2 separate regions of the Sus scrofa genome follow, and region 1 is linked to region 2. The links are chromatin contacts, called in public promoter capture Hi-C maps. All regions are on one chromosome and are shown on one strand. The core of a region is the stretch at or near the end of the contact, and the rest is flanking DNA. Distances in the headings are between cores, read along the strand shown.

Evidence for each region. Promoter capture Hi-C pulls out the DNA fragments that hold promoters and counts their contacts.
Region 1: a promoter capture Hi-C map of fetal skeletal muscle shows a contact between it and region 2, with 2.5 times the contacts expected there. The contact joins the promoter of AP2A1 here to the promoter of CPT1C in region 2. A contact is called at or near these places in 2 of 5 promoter capture datasets (fetal skeletal muscle and liver), 3 of 47 Hi-C or Micro-C datasets (blood and embryonic fibroblasts) and 1 of 2 datasets of contacts at active chromatin or transcription factors (alveolar macrophages).

What each region holds. Positions count from the first base shown.
Region 1 is chr6:54,783,679-54,791,047 of Sscrofa11.1, reverse strand. AP2A1 (AP-2 complex subunit alpha-1) reads right to left here and starts at 4,511. Exons shown (of 23, transcript XM_021094760.1): 1 at 4,283-4,511. The coding sequence starts at 4,349. It overlaps TSKS (testis-specific serine kinase substrate), which reads left to right and starts at 5,837. Exons shown (of 11, transcript XM_021094752.1): 1 at 5,837-6,340.
Region 2 is chr6:54,729,706-54,736,247 of Sscrofa11.1, reverse strand. It overlaps CPT1C (carnitine O-palmitoyltransferase 1, brain isoform), which reads right to left and starts at 3,547. Exons shown (of 19, transcript XM_021094747.1): 1 at 3,272-3,547; 2 at 2,120-2,274; 3 at 1,316-1,455. It overlaps ADM5 (adrenomedullin 5 (putative)), which reads right to left and starts at 4,639. Exons shown (of 2, transcript NM_001099939.1): 1 at 4,349-4,639; 2 at 3,710-4,125. The coding sequence starts at 4,419. The coding sequence ends at 3,873. It overlaps PRMT1 (protein arginine N-methyltransferase 1), which reads right to left. Exons shown (of 9, transcript XR_002344722.1): 9 at 5,837-6,137.

The sequences.
Region 1 (7,369 bases), core at 3,262-5,761, 54 kb before region 2:
CCTCCCCCCTCCTCCCGCTGCTGTGTCTGAGCAGTGGGCCTTCTCGGCATCCTCCACCCCTCCTTTCCCCTCCCTCGGGCTTGAAACCCTCTCTGATGCTCTCAGGACACACACCCACGTGGCCTCTGCCCCCCTCCGCAACATCAGAGCCCACCCCTTTGGCACCAGTCACGAGGGCCTCAGCGCAGAGGCCTCAGGCCCTTTGCACTTGCCGTCCCTCTGCCTTCACAGCTCCTCTGCCCTCCCTTGGCTGCTTAACCCCTCCACGCAGCCGCGGACAGGGTCCCTGTTCTCTCGGCATCGTGACCCTCTCCCTTGCTGGACTTAGGAGAGCGAGTTTTTTCCCACTTGAAAAAAAAAATGCTGCACATGCCATACACAATAAACATGCACAACAAGGGTTTGCTGTACAGCCCAGGGAACTATATTCAATAACTCGAAACGGGAGTTCCTGTCGTGGCTCAGTGGTTAATGAATCTGACTGGGAACCATGAGGTTGCGGGTTTGATCCCTGGCCTCACTCAGTGGGTTAAGGATCCCGTGTTGCTGTGGCTGTGGTGTAGGCCGGCGGCTACAGCTTTGATTAGACCCCTAGCCTGGGAACCTCCATATGCCGCGGGGGCGGCCCTAGAAAAGCCAAAAAAAAAAAAAAAAAAAAAAAAAAAGCATAACTTGAAATAAACTGTAATGGAAAAGAATTCCTTTTAAAGAATATATATATGATTGTTTTTCGTTTTTAGGAGGTTCCCAGGCTAGGGACTGAATCAGAGCTGTAGCCACCGGCCTACACCACAGCCACAGCCACAGCCACAGCCACACAGGATCCAAGTCGCGTCTGCAGCCTGCACCACAGCTCGCGGCAAAGCCGGATCCTTAACCCACTGAGCGAGGCCAGGGATCGAACCTGCGTCCTCATGGATACTAGTCGGATCTGTTTCGGCTGCGCCACGACGGGGACTCCTGCACACACATATATATAAATGGCTGAATCACTCTGCTGTACACCTGAAACTAACACGATATTGTAAACCAATTACGCTTCAATCAAAAGAAAAATCTGATCTCGGGAGAGACCACGAAGGAAGAGAATAGGAGAAAGGGACGCTATGCACATGTACGGCTGGGTCGCTCTGTTCTACAGCAGAAACGGACACAAGGCCATCAATCAACGATAAGCTAAAAGACATGTTTTAAATTTGATATAGAACCCACATACCACACAGCTCCCCACTCACTAGGCCATTCGGTGGTCTGTAGTAGAGCCACAACGCTGCTCAGCTATCACCAATCTAATTCCAGAACATTCTCACTGCACCCCCCCCGAAGAACCCTGTTCTCATTAGCAGTCGCTCCACATTCCACCACCCCCTGGCCCCAGGCACCGACACGTCTACTTTCAGTTTCCATGGGTTTGGCGATTCTGAACATTTCATACAAATGGGATCCTACCACATGGAGTCCTTTGAGTCTGGCTTCTTTCGTTTGAAAGATGGGTTTGAGGAGGTTTGTCTGCAGCACTTTCATCCATTTGAACGGCTGAATACTATTCCGGCTGAATACTATTCCACCGTGTGTGTGTGGGTGTGGACATGCTGTGTTTCTCCACCCATCCACGGATGGACACGTGGGTTTGCTTCTGTCTTTGGCTTTTACAAACAGCGCTGACTGAACCTCTGTACACAAGTGCTTGGGAGCTGGACAGCTGTGATTTTTACACACTACCTGTCTCACTGAGGGCCTGAGAGTTTCACGGGGGTACAGACGAGTCTGTCCTATTTACCACTGTGTTTCCAGCACCCATGATAAGACTTGAAACCTACCAGCCATTCAACGTACGCTTGACGAGACAACCAGGGACAAGGGGGCGTTCTGATTCTCCAACCCTGCCTGATTCATTTGGCTAAACTATATCCACTGTCCCCAAGTGGGAGCCTGGACTCCGACTGTCCCCTCTGTCCTAGGGCTTCCCTCTGGGGTCCTGCAGGGACACCCCTTTGTCTTCTCTTTCCTTCCCCACCCCCATCATCCAGTCCCTTTGCAGATCCTTCAAAATGGATCCCCACCCCAACCACCTCTCACCATGTCCTTCTTGCCCCAGTCAAACCAACATCATTGCTGCGGTGCAGGCCCCTAAAAACTTCCCTGCTTCCGCTCCTGCCTCTGGGGTCTCTTCTCATCACAGCAGCCAGAGGAACTACTTTCAAACATCAAGCAGCATCTGCGCCTCCTGTGCTCCAAAGCGCTCACCATGGCACACAAAGCATCTGCTCCCTGTCCCTCCTCTGCCCTTACCTTCCGCCCAACCTCCCTCCCTCTCTCGCCACGCCAGCCCCCTGCTCTAATTTGAACACACGCCAAGTGTGCCACAACCTCAGGACCTTTGAATGCACCGGTTCCCTGCTGGGACCCCTCTTTCCTCCAGAATTTGCAGGGCTCACTCCCTTGAGGTCCTGGCCCCCTTCCCCCACTCCCCTTCCCTATTTTTTGTCACAGCTCTAGTCATCAGCTGACACTGTGGTTCTCTATTTTTTACCTCCCTCATGGCATGGGTGCTCCCAGGGGCAGGAAGCTTTGTGCACTCTTGAAGCCCCCCCACCCCCACCCCGGAACACTGTCTGGCACCCCGAGTGATCAAAAAGCGTGTGTCAAATGAATGAATGAACCTTCAGAGGCAGGATGCTTTTATCAATGGAGTCGGCACAACAAGAAAACAGCTTCCCAGAGGCTGAATAACTTGCCAAGGGTCACAGGGTAGCTCTCAGAGGCAATATACTGGGCTCCTAACAACTGCCCCCCCAACCCCCAACCCCTCAAAGCTCCGCCCCTTTCATAACACCCCTGCCTGTCTCTCTGCCACCTGATACCAGTTTCCACACCTCCTGTTTACTGAGCACCTACTATGTGCCAGATCCTTCCATACCTACTAAACTCTCAAATCATCACTGGACACCCAGCAGAGGCCACTCCTCAGATCCAGCCAAATAACCAGAAGAAAAGCCAAGATCTATCTAGAGCCTGGGATGTGTGAAAAGGCCTCACTCACATATGGCGTCACAACAGCCTCATCAGGAAGGTGCCATCAGCAGTCCCTCCTGACAGAGGAGGAAACAGAGTCCCTCAATTCAAGGTCACAGGGCTAGGAAGCGTCAGCGCTCCGACACCAACTCAAGCCTGGCTGACCCCAGAGCCCGTGCGGATACAGCCTCTGAAGCTCTTGGCAGCTCTAAACGCCAACACCCGCTCCCAGGAGCTGGGCGCTGACTTGGCACCAGGCCTCCCATAGTCACGACCATCCTTCCTGCTGGTGATCACTGTCCCCGTATTGATGTGGTCAGATGGGAGAGGGCTCCAGATTCAGGCCTGTCCTGCTCCCTGACCCATGACCCTGCTCTGGGACCAGGCTTCCTCCATCCCCCACTTCCCAGATCTCTTCCTCACAAATTCCTAAGGCCCCTAACCCCTTCTTTGAAATAGGGGTTCTCCTGCTTCTGGCACATCCTCTAAGCCCCCACATTGTAATATCCTCTCCTTTCCAAGCCCCCCAGGCCCCTGTCTCAGGCTCTCCAAAGACTCCACCTGCAGGAAGCGCCTCGAAGTAACCCCTCTTGTTCCTTCTCCATTGACCTCCGTGTTTCCTAAGAAATCTTCCATCCTGGAGCCCCTCTATCCCTCACCAGGGTCCCGCTATAGTCCCCCACCTTCCCATCCCTCCTCCCCAAACCCCTGGGACTTTCTATCACTCTAAAGTCCTCTCTATAAACTATAAACGAGCTGGGCACCTCGGTGACCTATCTAGCCCCTTCCCCTCTATGACACCCCCTCACCCAAGCTCTCAAGCCTGGCTTCCTGTGTTTCAGGTCTCCCCGTTCCCACTGGCCCCCTCCCACTCTATCGCTCCACAGGGTACCCCCAACCACCCAGCCATGCACCTCCTTTCTTTTCTGTCTACATCAGGGATTTCTCTGACCCCATGGCTAATGCGATCTCCTAGCTTTCTTTCATCCCCAGGGGACGCCTCTACGCCCCATCTCCGGGACTTTACTAGCGTCCTTTTCATTAAGACCCTCCCGGACGCCTCTAGCCACTCCGTGTCGTCACCTGAAGAGGCACAGTAAGACACTCTAAGACCCTCCATTACCCCCACCCTAAAGTTCCCCCCGCGGCCTCTCTATCCTCTCACTCTACGACCCCAATGGACTTCTATCCCCTAGGCCCTTCTGTAACCCCCGAGCCCCTCAATTCCACGCTTCCCCCGCCCAGGGTCCCCCGGCCGCGCTCTCACAGTTCCGGATGTCGGAGATGAACACCGCGAGCCCCCGCATCCCATCGCCCTTGGACACGGCCGGCATGATGGCGGTGGTGTCGGCTCCAGGCCTGGCCGGGCAGGGCACAGCGCAGCGGGGGCTGGCAGGCGGGGACCTGAAGGAAAGGACCCCAAGCAGCGCCGAGGAGCCTAGCCGGCCAAGGGGGAGGGCGGGCTGGCGGGCGGGCGGGCGGGCAGGCAGGCCGCGTCTCCGCCCCCGGTCCCTCCCCTCCCAGCCGCCATCCTGAGCTCTCAGCTGCCCATTGGCTCGAATTACTGCCGTTCAGGCGCGGGTTCATCCCCACTCCCTCTCTCATTGGTGGCAGGACAAAGGTACGCCGTTACGATTGGTCCAGCACCCCCGTATTTCCGTTCGGGAGAGCGGGGTCGGGGCGTTGCTCGAGAGACGGGCGGAGTTAGGTTACGTACAGTTGGACCGCCCCCTCCGCGCGGCCGGGGCCAATACTGATTGGATCCGGTCGCTCTCCTAGAAGGGAGGGATTGACGTGAGGGAGGGCGGGGGGAGCGGGCTTGAGGAGGCGGGACTTGTGGTGACTGAGGCCAATAGATGGGCAGATCGCCCCCGCAGGCGTTGGGGATTTGCCCGACCTGTCCTACTCCCCCCCCGATTGGGCTGTTATGGGGGCGGGAGGAGAGCCACGATCCGTAGAGAACGAAGGAGAACGGGGGTTGTCGCTCAGCTGGGCTGGGATAGGTGGAGCAGCGCCTGCAATTCCCTGCTGCAGAGAAGGGGTTGGGAGGGGCAGGAGAGCGTGAGGTGTTTACTGCGCAAGCGTCGTTCTGATCCTCTTTCTCCCTACTCTTCACCACGCATTACTCCTTAAATCTTCCCGGAAGACGTTCCTTACCCCTTGTCTAGCGGCCAAGATGTTGGGACCTAATTTGTCCGGAGACCGAGTGTCTCAGAGCGGAGGAAACACTAATTCAAGTCTAGTCGCATTAAGCAGAGGTTAAAACTGAGGTCCAGAGAGGTTGAATGACTTGCCCAAGGTCACACAGCTCAGAAACGGCAGAGCCTGGGTTTAAAGTATATTTTGGCATTTAACCACTTGTTTTGCTTTTTAGGGCCGCACTTGTGGCATAGGGAAGTTCCTAGGCTAGGGGTGGATTCAGAGCTGGAGCTGCCAGCCTACACCACAGTGATGGAGGATCCAGGGGCCCTCTGTGACCTACACCACAGTTCCCAGCAATGCCAGATCCTTAACCCACTGAGCGAGGCCAGGGATGGAACCTGCATCCTCACGGATACTAGTTGTGTTGTGTGTGTGTGTGTGTGTGTGTGTGTTTAGAGCCGCACTGGCAGCATATGGAGGTTCCCAGGCTAGGGGTCGAATCAGAGCTACAGCTGCCAGCCTACACCACAGCCGCAGCAATGTCAGAGCTGAACGCATCTGCAGCCTACACCACAGCTCACGGCAACACCGGATCCTTAACCCCCTGAGCAAAGCCAGGAATCGAACCTGCAACCTTATGGTTCCTAATCGGATTCGTTTCCGCTGCGCCACGATGGGAACTCCAATAGTTGTGTTCGTAACCTGCTGAGCCACAGTGGGAACTCTGACATTTAACTGTTTTCCAATTATGCAATGCCTTTTTTCTTTTCTTTGCAACCACACCACCAGTAAACACACCAAATCAAAACTGTGAGTCTCTCCACCAAACTTGGAGCTCCTCAACCAGAAGGGGACTGACGAACGTTGCTAAAAGGAATGGGGGGATCTGCTATGTTTGGCCCAACCACCACCCCTTGGCGCCCCGGAGACTTTCTTTGGTTGACAGGCTTTTGGGAAGGCAAAGCCTCCCGGAACTCTAACACCCTGGGCTATTGAGAAATTTGGGGCAAAGGGAACTGGAAGAGTCCATTCTGTCACCTCGAGGAACTCAGCCCTGCCAGCCTCTTCCAACCTCAGAACTCGAGTATTCTTGGAATGAGCCTTGGGAGAGAGTCCTGCATGCTGGGAACATCCACTCTGAATCCTGGGGGGATGGGGAGAGCGAGAAGAGCCCACCTTCCAGGTTCGGTGGATCTGGCCATTCGGGTTTCCAGGAATGGGGCTTGGGAAAGTCTATTCTGGATTCTAGGAGGACAAATATTGCTCAGATGTTTCAGTGAGCAAGGACAGTCCATTCCTAATATGGGCGTGTGGGGTGCGTGTGGCGGGGGTGCTGTCTGCCTTTAAAGAACATTAAAAACAGCAACAAGGAGTTCCCATTGCAGCTCAGCGGTAATGAAACTGATTAGTATCCATGAGGATGTGGGGTCCAGCCCTGGTCCCATTCAGTGGGTTAAGGATCCAGTGTTGCCATGAGCTGTGGTGTAGGTCACAGACATGGCTCAGATCTGGTGTGGCAGTGGCTGTGGCACAGGCCGGCAGCTACAGCTCTGATTTGACTCCTAACCTGGGAACTTCCATAAGCCGAGGGTGTGGCCCTAAAAAGACCAAGAGAGAAAAAAAGCAACAACAAATTCTTGGACTAGGAGTTGGGAAAATTTCTTTTTAGGGAAGATGCATCACAAGGGACTGGAGGAGTCCTTTCATTATGAGGGAGGAAGAAGTTTCTACCTGAGGATAACACCTTTAAATAATGGGGTTGGAACTGGTCTGCTTTTTGAGGAATGGTAAGAGAGACATCCAGAGTCTGAAGAAGAGGAACCATGAGGTTGCGGGTTCGATCCCTGGCCTTGCTCAGTGGGTTAAGGATCTGGCGTTGCCGTGACCTGTGGTGTAGATGGCAGACGCAGCTCGGATCCTGCATGGCTGTGGCTGTGGCGTAGGCCGGTGGCTACAGCTCTGATTAGACCCCTAGCCTGGGAACCTCCATATGCCGTGGGAAGCGGCCCTAGAAAAGACAAAAAAACAAAAAAACAAAAAAAAAAAAAAAAAAAGGAACTAGAGTCCAAAGAACAGGAAAATTCTGTTCCTAAGGAAGAAGACAAAGCCACCCTCTTCACATCCTTAATTCTCCACCAACCTCTCACCACTACCTCCAGCCCTTCACTCAGACCCTCCAGGAGCCAGAGAGCATTAATTCTAGGTTTTGTTG
Region 2 (6,542 bases), core at 2,298-4,797:
CCCACCCAGACCTACTAAGTTAGAATCTCTTGACATTCGGCCCAGCAATCAGGCTATTTTTTTTTTTCTTTTTATGGATGCACCCTCAGCATGTGAAAGTTCCCAGGCTAGGGGTCGATTCAGAGCTACAGCTGCCAGCCTATACCGCAGCCACAGCAACACCAGATCCAAGCCTCGTCTGCAACCTACACCACAGCTCACAGCAACGCCGGATCCTTAATTCACTGAGCGAAGCCAGGGATCGACCCTGGGCCCACATAGATCCTAGTTGGCTTCATTACCGCTGAGCCACAGTGGGAACTCCCCAGGTGATTTAAATACAAGCTCAAGCTTAAGAGACACCGGTCTAAAGCTACAGTAAGTTAACATGTTTGCAAAGTTGCAAGTGAACTTGAGAAAACCCTACGTGGAAGACTTGGGGCAATCATTTCCCTTCTGCAGACTGGGTCAATCTAGCTTCTCTGGAAATCTCTATTTCTGACCCTGGGTCTGCCCTTTGAGGCTGTCTGCACAAAATTTGAACATTCTTCCCCAGAAGGACTAATCCAAGATTTAGAATGTGCCATTTCACCCACATTTGGTTTCCAGACCTTTCCCAACAACTATACTAATTCAGTCTCTCCCCTGTAATAACCATCAGGCACTGTACTGAATATTCCCCAGGCAAGATTTTGTTTAATTCCTCCAACCACCCTAGGAAACACCTGTTATTACGTCCATATTACAGGTAAAGACCCTGACACGAATGGTGAGGTCTCTTGCTTAAGATTACACAGCTAGATTAGCAGAGCTCATGGTACATCGCAGTGCCCAGACATTGTCCAGTTTGTCACCATCCCTCTTAGCAAGAAGCAGCCAGGATGGAGTTCCTGTCGTGGCACATCAGAAACGAATCCAACTAGGAACCATGAGGTTGTGGGTTCTATCCCTGGCCACACTCAGTGGGTTAAGGATCCCGCATTGCTGCGAGAGCTGTGGTGTAGGCTGCAGATGCGGCTTGGATCTGGGTGTTGCTATGGCTGTGGTATAGGCAGGAGGCTGTAGCTCCGTTTCGACCCCTAGCTTGGGAACCCCCATATGCTGTGGGTGTGGCCCTAAAAAGACAAAAAAAAAAAAAAAAGCAGCCAGGATGGAAAATGTGCAGACACAAGAGAGGCGATCACCTCCTTTACTTGCTGCCATACCTTTATTAATCTGACTGCGAGTAAGTCTCAGAGATTACTTTTCTTTAACAGGCATATCATGCTGATAGAGAAACTTACTGGGTGGAGGGAAAGGGATTAGGAGGTTCCTGGGCTGAAGTGGGGGACCTCACCAGTCTGGCAGCAACTCTTTGATTTTCTCCATCAGTCCTAGGGAAGGATCCAGCTGGAGGAAACAGGCAAGCTGGATTGCACTGAAGAGGAAGAGCCAGCTGAGCGGGCTGGCAGGGAACACACCTATGAGAAAGTCGTTCTGCAGAGAGGAGAGAGCACCTATTCAATCACTTATCCCATCTGCTGAGCACCATTCTTAATCTTTTTTGATCATTTTATTTTTTGTCTTTTCTAGGGCTGCACCTGCAGCACATGGAGGTTTCCCAGGCTAGGATCAAATAGGAGCTGTAGCTGTGGGCCTACGCCAGAGCCACAGCAACAGGATCCAAGCCGCGTCTGTGACCTACACCACAGCTTACAGCAACTCCAGATCCACAACCCACTGAGCAAGACCAGGGATTGAACCCGCAATCTCATGGTTCCTAGCCGGATTCGTTAATCACTGATCCACGACGGGAACTCCATTTTTATTTTTAATTTATTTTTTATTTTATTTTTTTGTTTGTTTTTTGGTCTTTTTAGATGCACCAGAGGTAAGGGGAAATTGGTGTTTGTGGGCATGGGGAGAGGGTCCAGGGAGAGAGGAATGAGGGTTCCCAGGAGGTGAGGTTTAGGATCCCAGAAGTAAGCCACGGAGAACCTGGAAATGGCTTTAAAGGGTCCTGGAAGTGGACATCAAAATTCCCAGAAGGGATGACAAGCTCCCAGAAGTGGGACCACCAGGATGCCGGAAGTGGGGCTCCAGCATCCCGGAAGCAGGTAACTGTATTCCCGGAAGGAAACCAAGGCGCAGCCCTCCTCACCCAGAAACGGGAGAGATGCCTTTTCCAGGAGCGCAGTCCGGAGAGGTAGATCTCCTGCAACAATGGGGGACTGAGTTCCACTTCTCCCCCGTCCGAGGTCAGCGGGGGTCGGAAACCCACGGCCTGGTGCGCTTCGGCCATGTCACGCTCCAGCCCTGGGGGTGGGGAAGGACAGACGGTCATTCTCCAGACCCTCCCCTCCGCCCCCGCAGATCCAGGAATATAGGACGCCAGCTTATCCTTCCCTAACCACCTGAGGGGTCGTGAGGGTCCTGGCCTTAGACGCTGGTGTGGGGGGACTTCAACTGAACGCACAGAGAGGCAGGAGGGGTAATTCGCTCTAACCTCTTCTGCGGCTATTCTGAGAACGTGACGGGGACAGTGCCCCCTCCCCAATGGACGTCCAAGATTCGGGGGTCGGGGCGGAAAACCGATTCAATTCAGGGTGAGTTGCGAAGTCTCCGGAAAAACATTAAACCCAAACCCTTTTGAAATGAACACCTGCCGGACGCTGGCATCTTCCACACCATTTCCGTTTCCCCCTCCAGGGAGCTGGGAGGGGAGTGTCGGGAGGGGGCAGCTGGGCGGGGGCTCTCTACCAAGCCATCCTCTCTGGGGTGGTCCAACGTCCCCTCCCCCCCTTCCGGGGCTGAAAGGGATGAGCGGGGGCGGGGCACCCCTACTGCGCATGCCTCGCAGGCAGGGATGCGGAGGCTGAGGGCAGAGGCGAGCGTCGAGGACAGGTGATGGAGAGGCCTGCACTCCCAGCCCGACACAATCCTCCAGCTCCAGCAGAAGCTCGGGCCGCTCTAAGTCCGGCACTTACCACGCTGAGTCAGGGGTCTGCCGATCTGATCCTAGCGGGAGTACACGGGCGACCCCCGATTTAGAGCTCCGGACCCATGCCTCCCACTTGCCTATGTCCAGTTCCAGTGCTACGAGGCCACAACTGGGTCGACGGACCTTCAGAGCTCCTGTCTGCTTCTGACTATCCAACATCCAAGAACCCCAATTTCTGTCTCGCCTTTGCCTCTCCGGATATTCTAGTCCCGGGTTTTATCCCCGCCCCTCCCAATCTTCTCTCTCCGCCCCCTTCGAATTCCAGCGTCCAATCCCCTCCATCCGTTCGATCCCCAGCCCTCAGACTCCTACCCGCCCGATGCTCCACAATTGGGCCGCCCCGGTTCTACGCAGCGCTCTCCGAACCCCGGGTTCTTCGGCTCCCCAGTCCGCTCTTTGTCTTTTTCACTCTTTCTCTTTGAGGAAGGAGGCTCAGCCTGGAACTCGGCCCACGCGCGTGGGAGCCGAGCGAATCTCAGCCCTACCGCTCGGGAGGGAGGAGGGCTGCTTTGGGGTCGGGTTGACCCAGCAAAACCACCCACGGAAAGTGCAACTGCATGGATTGAGTTGGCGTGAAGGCGCTTCACGGCTCGGATTCAAGTTAGGCAGAGCGACTTCCGTGAGGGGAAAATGGTGCATGGATAAAGGGGAGAATATATTAGGGACCAGGCTCAGGCTGGGAGGCCAGAATAGGCACAGACAAGCAGAGACTTGAAACATGGAATTCTCGTATATTTATTCAGCTCTGGACGTTAACATTTTTTGTCCAGCCTGGGTCCGGTGTGCACGTGGGTCCAGCCCAATTGCAGTCTGGGGAGGTGGATGGAGTTAGGGCAAAAGAAACTTGAGGTCACAGCCTCAATACACAGATGGGTAAACTGAGGCCAGGGAAGGCGTAGAGATGTGCCCAATGTCACCCAGCAAGTTGCGCTCTGCGCAGGCTGGGGTCCTGGAGACGCCGCAGGAGTCTGGCCTCCCGCCGCCGCCGCCGCCGCCGCCGCCGCCCGTAGCTGTAGGGGTCCTGAGGCTTGCGGCCAGCCTTCCCTGAGAGCTCCTTGGTGGAGGCAGAACGGAGCCAGTATATGATCTCTGGCAGGCGGTGCGTCTGGCAAGTGCCCAGGGAACACAGGCGCCCGCTCTTTAGGGAAACCTGGTGCCGGGTCAGCCTGGGGATGGAGCGTGGGAGAAGGGCCGATTCAAACAATGCACTCGAGAAATGCGGCCCGATGGGGAGACCCAGAAGTCCGAAACTGGCGGGCCGCGTCTGCAGATCATCTTCCCACCCCACCCATCCTCCCGAGGCACCGACGCGGAAAGCCGCCTAGAGAGGGCGCATGCCTTTCGCGGTCTTTTTCCCACCCAGTCCCCGCAGCCACCAGCGTTTCTCACCTGCCCGCGGAGTCTGGGTCCCCCAGGATGGAGGAAGCAAAGAGCCACAGCAAGAGGATATGGGCGGTCATCGTAAGGGGCTGGGGGGGGGGAACCCCTCGAGTCGAGCGGCTCCTCCGGGGTCCGGCCCCGCCCAACTCCCCGGGTCTGGAGAATCCCCCGAGCGCCTGCTTTAGCGCGAGGACTCAGGGCGTCCCCACTTCTCAGGAGGAAAAAACTGAGGCCGAAAGAGCCACACCACGCCAGAAGGGAAGGATTTAGGAGCCAGACGCCCACCTTCCGCACCGTGGGTACGGAGCCCTCACGGGTGTGCGGGTCCCGCCGCGATGCGGCCTATGCCCCTGGGAGGCCTCGGGAGACGCGACCCCTTTAAGGCGCAGGAAGGAGGGGCGGGGCGGCCGACACCTGCAAGCGGCCACCGACGCAGCTGCGAGGCTTCCAGGAAGGGGTGGAGGCAGGGCAGCACCTCACCCTCTCATCTGCTGGGGACCTGAGTAGCCCAGAAGCTGGAGAGACCGCAGTCTTAGGGGACAGACGATCGTTCTCGGGGGGAGGGGGGGGGGGGCTGGGCAACGTGGGACATTGGCAATTGGGACAGATGGCAAAGGGAGGCCCCAAGGTTGCAGAGGAAGTGTGGGCTCTGGCATGGTCACCATCCTGGGAGAGGGATGGGTGGAGCTGAGCATGAGGGGCAGGCGGCCTTGACACCCCAACCAGGGCCACGGACAGTGTGTCTGGGGAGTGTGTCTTGAGTGATCCAGGTCCTGAAGCTGGGGGACCAGTGACTCTGGACAAGGCCCGGAGAAAGGAAGGGCAGGCAGGGGCATTGCCATGGCCTTGGCAGAGACTGAATAGAAAGCCCCCCAGGAAGCTGTGGGAAGGTGGTTATGGGGCCTTAGTGTCCACCTCTAAAGTGGGCCAGAAGGTGGGAAAACCCCCCTCTGCTGAGATCCCCCCACCCCCACAACAAAGCATTCTATCCCCCCTACGAGCACACCCCACCAAAGGACTCAGTTTCCCCAGCCCAAGAGGCAAGGGCAGTCGTCGCTGCCAGTCAGCTCTGACTTGGCCTTGGAGGGTCCTGGACAGGAAAAAACAGCCAGAGCGGAACAATGTGTGGGGGGAAGGCTGCAGAGGGCCTTCTGGGAAACTTAAGGGCCCAGCTGTGCTGGGAACCCACACCCCCACCCTCCCCCATCCCCGCAGGGCAGCTGGGAGCAGGAACCCTGCTCAGTGGGGACAAGAGGAACAGGCCACCAGAGGCATGGCAGAGAAGAATGGGGGGCAGACCTTTCGAGCTGGTGGGGAAGGTCCTGGGACAAACCCTTGAAAGAGTGGAGGACCCCGAGAGAGACCCAGAGACCCAGAAGGGGTGCGAGAGCCCCGCAGCCACCAGCTGGCGCTGTCCGCATGCTCTGGTTAGGGCTGGCATCTCAGCACCTGTGGATTGGGACCCTGACCCCACTGTGCCCCCAGGAAGCTGAGCCGTCCCAGCTGAGGATTTATTGGCGTAAATGCAACCATATAAAAACATAAGTTATGAAAAACACAGTCACGATGTGCCCCCCGCCCCTGGCCCCTAAAACCCCCTTCTGTGGGAGGGAGGGTGGGAGAGGAAGGGGGAGCCCCGAAACCGCCTAAGAATGCCGCAGCCCCTGGGCCCTCGCAGGGCCGGCCCGGCCAGGGTGGGAAAAGCCGGCGCCACCTAGCGCATCCGGTAGTCGGTGGAGCAGGACAGCTCGCACAGCTGGCCTTTGAAGTCCAGGTCAATGGTGAAGTCCAGGTCACGCTGTGGGGAGAGCGTGGGCATGAGGCAGAGACAGAGGCCCCTGGGGAACAGAAGCCACAGGCCGTCCCCAGAGACCCCACATTGCTGGGCCCAGGCCCAGCCTCTGCCTCGAACCCTGCCTGCCTCCCAACAAGACGCTCACATGACAGCCTCAAACCCACTGGGAACCCAGCCAACACCCGCCCCCAGCAGGGGCAGAGGTCCGCTGCTGTCTCAGGCATCATCAGATTTCCCCCATCAGCAAAACAGGTATTTCTTCCTTCCTTTATGAGAAGCAAATCTCTCTCCAGCACTTTCTCCTCTCAAAACACTCCATGGTCCCACCCCACCATCCCCACTTCCTCTCCTCCACAGCTTCCTGGGCACCAACCCTCCCGGAGCCATGGCCCCCAGCACTCCCTGGCT